Linked DNA regions of Hordeum vulgare: all the other regions are linked to region 2. Evidence: chromatin contacts called from public Hi-C data. All regions are on one chromosome and are shown on one strand. The core of a region is the stretch at or near the end of the contact, and the rest is flanking DNA. Distances in the headings are between cores, read along the strand shown.

Evidence for each region. A called contact is a pair of places that touch in the nucleus more often than the background predicts.
Region 1: a Hi-C map of leaf shows a contact between it and region 2, with 3 times the contacts expected there. The contact joins the promoter of LOC123396914 here to the promoter of LOC123396352 in region 2. A contact is called at or near these places in 4 of 6 Hi-C or Micro-C datasets (leaf and seedling) and 1 of 1 datasets of contacts at active chromatin or transcription factors (embryo).
Region 3: a Hi-C map of leaf shows a contact between it and region 2, with 3 times the contacts expected there. The contact joins the promoter of LOC123395778 here to the promoter of LOC123396352 in region 2. A contact is called at or near these places in 5 of 6 Hi-C or Micro-C datasets (leaf, seedling and an unstated tissue) and 1 of 1 datasets of contacts at active chromatin or transcription factors (embryo).

Annotation. Positions count from the first base shown.
Region 1 is chr5H:236,121,610-236,124,428 of MorexV3_pseudomolecules_assembly, forward strand. It overlaps LOC123396914 (ethylene-responsive transcription factor ERF110-like), which reads left to right and starts at 1,462. Exons shown (of 2, transcript XM_045091680.1): 1 at 1,462-1,905; 2 at 2,653-2,819. The coding sequence starts at 1,554.
Region 2 is chr5H:235,491,730-235,494,429 of MorexV3_pseudomolecules_assembly, forward strand. LOC123396352 (RNA polymerase II subunit A C-terminal domain phosphatase SSU72) reads left to right here and starts at 1,304. Exons shown (of 4, transcript XM_045091304.1): 1 at 1,304-1,606; 2 at 2,610-2,700. The coding sequence starts at 1,380.
Region 3 is chr5H:236,310,438-236,313,146 of MorexV3_pseudomolecules_assembly, forward strand. It overlaps LOC123395778 (5-formyltetrahydrofolate cyclo-ligase-like protein COG0212), which reads right to left and starts at 1,411. Exons shown (of 7, transcript XM_045090808.1): 1 at 966-1,411. The coding sequence starts at 1,328.

The DNA.
Region 1 (2,819 bases), core at 212-2,711, 630 kb after region 2:
TTCCTCCATCTGCAACTTGTGAAGTTGGCGCTTCAGCACTTGTGCCCGAGCCTTGGTGACGCGATCTTCTTCGATCCTCATCTCCTTGAGTGCGTTCCACGCCTCTCTTGCCGTCTCGAACTCCGCCAATGTCATCAACACGGAATCCGACACAGACTGGGCTATGGCGGCCATGGCACCTTCGTCGCACTCCTCGTCGACGTCGTCGTCCGTGATGGCTTCCCACACTCGACGGGATCGAAGAATAATCTTCATCTTCACCGCCCACATGCCGTAGTTGGCGTCGGTGAGCATCGGGTACTGGATGGGGATGTTGCGATGCGCCTGGACGTTGGCGCCGCTCGTTCCTCCACCACTGGTTGCTGACTTGACGCCCTTCTTCACCTTGTCGTCGTTCTTGTTCGCCTTGGCACCGCCGCTGCCGGACTTGACCGACTCAGCGTCGCTGTCCGTCATCGTAGATCGTAGATCGTCGAGGCTCTAGATACCAATTGTTGGCTTTTGATCGTTAGATTAGATCAAATGTATCGTGTATGTGCTAAGCTTGCTAGCACACAGCCAGGCAGCTGGATGGATTGGGTAGCTAGTGTTGACGTGCGTCCTTTGCTTCGGCTGGCTACGATCGGATCGAATCGATCTCGACGGAACAGCCCTGCCTTCGACGTAAATTAGCTAACTAGAAACTGATCGATGGATTTTGTTTTGATAGCTAGAGGGGCGTGTCGCTCCTCGCTTTTCTTTTTCTCTTTTGATCTGATACAAAAACTATACAGGGGTATACGTATATATATTGTTAAACTAGGTCTACTGCAAACCGACTCGGCTTGCAATACTACTACTAATCCTACTCGGTTTGCAATATTAACCAAATTAGAACACACGTGTACGTTTAGACTACAACTAGGTTAATTACTACCGTTACGCCCTCACTTGTCTCTGTATTTTCTTTTAAATTTTTAAAATGTATAAATATATATTTTTATGAAATATGATTTTAAATCTAAAGGCCTCTATGAAGACCGAGCTTCAAATGCAATTTCCGTTGTTCAAGAAGCAACTTTGTTCCGAGATGAAGCGAGTAAATTAAGTGATCCGTGTGTACGCAGAAAAGCTGCCGACACAATAAGAAAAGAGACATGGCAGCGAAAGTAGGAACAGAATTTGCAAACGCCCATGAACACACACGTGCCACATACACTGGCCCCTAGATGAGATAGGCAACGGTAATGGCTTTATATATGGTACAAAGGCGTTGTATGTGGGATCGTGGGTAGATCGATGTAGATCACTGTTCCGATGGAGAACTAATTCTATATCCACGATGACAATATCTAGCTTAGTTAATTTAACACACGCATTCACGAACGAAGCGAGCATATCTTCCTGCGTAAGTTAGCCAAACCAGCACGTACACCTGAACCTTCCCCTCTCTCTGTATATATATAGTTGTCCGTCGCCCAGGAGTTCGAAGCATTTTGTGAAAAGGTCGCGTGTCACGTAGCTAAGCCAAACCACGCTAGGCATTTGTTGTGTGGGCCAGAGTCGGTGAGTTGATGTGCTGCGGCGCCGAGGTGGCGGACCCTGGAGAGCACCGGCGGCGGCTCGCCGCTGGCGACGACGACGGAGGAGACGGACGGGAGGAGCACGCACTGTCCCCGCCGACGGCTAATACGACGACGATGTGGCGGCGCAGGCAGGCGCAGGAGATGTCGGCCATGGTGTCAGCGCTAGCTCAGGTCGTGGCCGGCGGCCGCGGCGGCGGCAACGAGGGTGGTATGGCGATGGCGTCTTCGGCCAAGAGACCCGCCGAGCATGAGGCCTTCACGGAGGAGGCGTGGTGGTCGACGTCGTACGGAGACGGAGACGGAGACGGCGGAGCGCGGTCGGCCTCTTCCTTCCTTGCCGGTACGTAGTACGCTTGACAACGACCATGCATCTCCATGCATAAGCACCGTGCAACACGCATAAAACGACACGTAATAATATGGTATTATTATTGGCCCTGAACAAATTAACGATGGAACGACTAGATCATTTTTCTACGTATTTGGGAGCTCAGCTCAGCTCAGCGACCCCATGTTATGCGTACTCCGTACAACGTAGATCATTTTTGTATTTGGAAACTCGAGGGAGAGAGAATCAAATTAAGATTTGTAAACTAGTGCTATCATGGATGATTGTGTAGATGTGCGTACGAGCATGCGTGCAGCGTCAGACACGTGTTCCTCGCCACCTACAACAGGGCAGAAGGAAGAAGAAGCAATAAGCATGTTGGTCTTCTTCTTCTTCCATGTGCTCGATATGTCCAATTAACAAGGGTTTGAAATCTTAGGAGCCGCCAAAAGTATGAAAGGAAATCCGCATTATCGTTTTCCCACTGTTCCATTCATACTAGTACATTGCCAAACCTAGGCTGATTCGTGTTAAAAAAAAAAACTTACTGTACGCTGATTCATTTCGTCAAACAAAAAAAAAATAGTTTCACATCTTGCAGTAAAACAGAGCAAGTGGGCAGGAAAGCAGAGCAACATACTGTAGAAAAATACAGTGGGAGGAGTCGTTGTTTTGTTTGATGCAAATACAGTCATTTCTTAGTGAATTGTCATGACATCGTTTCCCTTAATTATCTCCTGTGTTTATTTGAGTCCACAGCAACGCCCGCGGCATCCTACTCGGCGTACGGAGCGGCAGCCGGCGACGAGGAGCTTCCATCGCCGTCCTCCGCCGAGTCCGGTGGCGGAGGGGGCACGCCGAGGAAGCGGTACAGGGGCGTGCGGCAGCGGCCGTGGGGAAAGTGGGCGGCGGAGATCCGTGACCCG
Region 2 (2,700 bases), core at 54-2,553:
TTGCACAAACAACGCCGTGACGGCCTTGATATGATGGGGGACGAGAGGCTTGTCAAATAGCTTGAAATACTCAGCCAGTGCCTGCTCTAAAACTCGCTCTTCCAGCTGAATGACCCCCATTTTGCGTAGTAGCACAGTCTGCGCATGCTCCACCATCCCCAAACGCGTCCCAGAGCCGATCTTGCACAGGCGTTCGCTGCGCCTAGGAGTAAACACGGGCGGCAGTTGACGCTTCTTCCTCGTCGACACTGACTTAACTGACCTTGGACCCAGGATGGAGACAGGAGCTGGCAACTCCAAGCCCCCGAGGAGCGTGTCCGTAGCCTAGAGGGGGCGTTGCGGACCGACGGGAGGAAGCAACTGATGCGGAAGGAGCAGCGAGGCGATGAGAGTGTGCGGGGAGACCGTGTCGGGCTCACGGCCGCCGCCGATCCCGGCTCGATCACGAGGGGTGCCGTACTGGTCCGCTCAGCACACGACGTCACGGGGGTCCGCTCCCGTCCGGAAGGAACAGGAGGGAGCACGTCCCCCACATACGACCGTCGTGGGAGCGATGACGAGCCGAGAACCATGGCGTTTCTGTATTGATGGCAAAGCCAGTCATCAATCAAGCACACATGCAACTTGATTGATTTGATGCCTAGCAACTCATGCACGTGTAGGATCAATTCAATCACATTGTGTCCTCAAGATCCAATCTTGATGTCGTTGAGATCCCATAAAGAACAGCCATAAGCAGGGGCCCATCATCGACGCCAGTGTCCTTCGACGACCGCGGTAGGGAAAGACGGAAGGAGAGGGGTTAGGCGGGGGGAACGACGACGCAACGAGTGTCGCCTAAGAAAAGCGACGCGACAGTTGTATTATTTAAAAGATAAAATGTTTCAAATAAACTTTATTAAGGTTGTGACAAGTGATGCGTCACTTATCACAACATGAGAAAGCAGGATTTTTCTTTTTAGAAAAAAAGCTTTCATAGCGTTTCTATATTAAGCTCGGTATAATGGATAGCCAAAAAAGATGAAGAATCCCTAGACAACTGTCTTAAAATCAATTACAAAATTAGCTAAGCTATCAGCAGCAGCGCTATTCGTTTTCTTGAACAATGATGAAAGTGGGAATAATTTTCAATTTATATCTCAATTAGTGATTTCGTATTTCTTCACGACATAACCAATATACCATCATTAATCAAGGTGAAAATGGCTGAACTGGGCCAGCCCAGCCCAGTTCAAGAAAGTTTCGTGTCCGTTGGATAGGTCCAAGGCCCACTTCTTTTAGAGCTGGGCCCAAATCTCGAAGCGCAAACGCGCACACGTCGTCTAAGAGCTCTGTCGGATAGAGCCCCGACCCTACCCTGCCGGCGGCGAGGAGCAAGGATGACGGCGCCGAGGAGGTGGAGGTTCGCGATGGTCTGCTCGTCGAACATGAACCGAAGCATGGAGGCGCACGCGGTGCTGGGCCGCGCGGCGCTAGACGTCGAGTCCTACGGCACCGGCTCCCAGGTGAAGCTCCCAGGCCCGTCGATGCACGAGCCCAACGTCTACGACTTCGGCACCCCTTACGGAGGCATCTACGACGACCTCCGCCGCAAGGACCCCGACCTGTCCGTACTATTCTAATCTCTCCCCTCTTCCTTGTTTTGGTGATCTTGTGCTCGGAGAGGCTGCTCTTGGGTTTTATTTGGAAGAAACGGGAGGCTGTTACGACCTGGCCGTTCGAAGTTTTTGGATATGGTTTATAAGAAAATTTATGATGATTTGGAGGAAACGTAGATAAATCGTGCAATTTTTGTGCGATATCTGGGGTTCCTTCCTAGTTCCTACCCATTGTATCCCCTTTTCTCACTATTAGATTTAGCTCCCCCGATTTTGTTTGAAGCGCCTGTCGATTCTTGTGCAGCTCTGATTGAGAGGCATGTAATCGTTAATGATTCGAGGGGGGATGCCGTAGTTCGCTTTCTGTGTGTTTACCTTTTTTTTTTAGAATCAGTGCATTGCATTAAACAGTGAGCGAAGCCAAATCGCTCGCCACTAAACCGGATACATACGGATCGAGTCCGTTAATTACACTAGCAGGCTCTCCAGCTATCAGTACACCTCGTGCAGCAAGAGCATCAGCAACCTGATTGCAAATTCTAGGACAAGATCTTGCAGCGGTGGCTGGGCTTCAGATAGCGTCTGAGATGGGAATGGGACGAGTGTATCTGGAGACGGATGCTCTTTTGCTGAAGGAGGCCTTGGATGAAGACGGGACTGACCTTTCTTGTATTGGCATGGTGGTTGATCAGCTGAAGGAATTCATTCGCTGTAATTTTATTGAGTGTAGGTCTGTTTTTTGTTCTGTGTGTTTACCTGGAACACTGAGATAACTGAACTCCGGATATTTTTATCGAAATTACTTCGCGTACAATAGAATCACGTACGATGAGACGATGTGCGCTGACGGTGTTGCATCAATTAGCAATCAACGGTGGTTATCCTATGTCGTACAGGAATCGGATGATTTTAGTCGTACCTGTAGCAAGGCTCTATTTTTATCTGTGGATTCCCCTAGCACTTCGTCAATGCATTCTTGTGCTGAGTATGGATTTGCGGTGACGCATCCAGGTACAAGAGGAACGGCCTGCTGCCAATGCTGAAGAGGAACATCTCAGTGAAGCTGGCGCCGCAGAGGTGGCAGGATAACACCGGCGATGGG
Region 3 (2,709 bases), core at 161-2,660, 820 kb after region 2:
CCCAGCGGAGGAGCTGTGCCGTCGCGTTGCGCGCGCGGTGCACCCCCATCTTCATCAGCTTGACCGCCTCCCACGCCTCTGCGGAGGTGGCCTTGGTGGCGAGGATGGGCACCAGCTCCGGTGGCACTGCTCGGATTAGTGCCGACAGCGCCGCCATGTCCTCGCGATCCCCCGGCTCTCCCATGCCGGACATGGCCTCCCAGAGACCCTCTGCGCGCAGGTTGATTTTCATCACCTGCGCCCACTCGATGTAGTTGGTTGACGTCAGTGTGGGGTAGACGACGTAGGAGCTTGCGCCGGCATCGCGGATCACGCGCTCGTGGACGACGACCTCGTTGCCGCCCCTCCGAATCACGCTCCTTCTGCGCGGTGGCGTCGACGGCGTCCGTGACGGCGACCTCGTTGGCGACTTGCCCCCCCCCCCCCCTTCCCCCTTCTCCACTGCCTCTCCATCCTTGTTGCTGCGGGCCATGGCGCTCCAGGAACCGCGCGAACGCTAGCTCTGATGCCAATTGTCAGCCAGCGGCAGCAAGTTTCTTCTTCGTTATTTATGCTATTGATTACAGGGAAAACAGGGTAGTGATCCGAGCTTCACGGCATGCCATCCCACGCCCGCTCGCCACCTCCCACGATGCCGCCATGCTCGCATGAACTCGTGCCATCCCACGATGCACGCACGGCGGCCTGTCTAACTAACTTAGCAAACCAGCTAACTATCAGCTAACTAACCTAGCGAAAGCAACGGATCGGCCAGTGCACAAACAAGCTCGTGCAGCAGCCGTTTTATTTGCTCTAACTGAAAACTAAACTGACGACTAAACAGGCGCAGGTTTACAGAGACAACACTCCCCAATTGTGTAATGTGACGTATGCGCGGCTGGTAACAGCAACAACAATAGACTGCTAGTTTTCGTGGTGGGGGGCTCCGTGGAGGGAAGCGAAAGGGAGACAGGGAGAGAGCGAACCGAATCGGCAGCGGCGGCGGCGCCATCGAAGTTGGGGATGCGGTGGTGGACGGGGCGGGGGTTGCGCGCGACGCCCTCGGCCTCCAGCACGTCCCACACCCGCTTTCGTATCTTCCACTTCCACGCCCTCGGGTCCGCCACCGCCTGCGCCCCCGCGGCGGTGGTCGCCATCGAGGCCCGCGCGTCGGCGTCCAGGCGGAGCCGCTCGGCCTCGAAGGCGGACTCGTCCAAGGACGACGACGACGACGACGAGCTCCTGGACGCCACAGCGACCCTGGCGCGGCGGGAGGACGACGCAGCGACAGCGGCAGCGGCGGAGTGTAGCGATAACGACGGCGAGGCCGGGAGGAGTAGGGGAGGCATGGCTTCCGCTACCACCACTCGCGTGTGTGCTTGTGGATGGTTAGCACGTGCACACGTGCACTTGGGACTCTCGTTGTGCTGCTGGCATGCGCGCCCATACCGCTCTCGCAGCGAAACAGATGAACGAGCCGTGGGCCATCTCCACTAACTACATCGAGCCTACGAGGGCATCTTCAACGGCAACAGTCCTAATGTAATGCTTGTAATTACTTGTATTAGTGTTGTCTCAAAAAAAAATTGTTGTATTAGTGAGGATCATGCATCGTGTTGAATTCTAGTAGAAAATTGAACTGAGGAATCTTTAGAAGCCTCGACAAAATGTAAAAAGGACAAAGAGCCCCCAAAAAACTGCATTCAACGTTTCCAGAATGCCTTTCAAATAATTCTGAGAATTTTAACAAAAACTATTTATCGAACCAAAATTTAAAACAATTAAAATATATATTTTATGCAGTTGAATTTAAATCATATTGTATCCTGCATTCGTTTGTGGACACTGCCATAGTACTAATATAATGCTTGTAATTAGTTGTATTCGTGAGGATCAAGCATCATGTTGAATTCTACAAAATTGAATTGAGGAATCTTTAGAGGCCTCAATTTTTTAAAAAAAGAAGGGCAAAGAGCCCCAAAAAACTGCATTCAACGTTTACAAAGTGCCTTTCAAATGGTTCTGAGAATTTTGGCAAGAACTATATATCAAACCAAAAATTTAAAAATATTTTTAAAAATATATTTTAGCAGTTGAATTCAAATCATATTGTATCCAGCATTCGTTTGTGGACAATCCCACAGTCCTAACATAATGCTTGTAATTAGTTGTATTTGTGAGGATCCTGCATCATGTTGACTTCTACAAAATTGAATTCATGAATCTTTAGAGGCCTCAATTTTTTTTAAAAGAAGGGCAAAGAGCCCCATAAAACTGCATTCAACGTTTCCAAAGTGCCTTTCAAATGGTTTTGAGAATTTTGGCAAGAACTATATATCAAACGAATATTTAAGAATATTTTTAAAAATATATTTTAGGCAGTTGAATTTAAATCATATTGTATTTGAATTGGCTTTATTTCTATTATAAAAGAAATACATTTTCAATAACTCTGAAACTTAGTGTGTAGCTTTGATTATATCCATCTAACATGCATATAAATTCTTAGAATTTTAGAAACTGATTTGGTGTTTCAATCTGATCAAAAACAATTGCAGAAAATAGAAAAAGAAAAAGAAAAAGAAAAACAGAGAGAGAAAAGGACTCACCCGGCCAAGGTGGCGGCCCAGCCCCCCAGCGCCTCCCATGTCGTCTTCCTCCATGGGGCAGTAGGACTGGGCGCATGGTCGTCGCGCTTGAGCACGCGCACCACCTCTTGTTTGCTTGTGT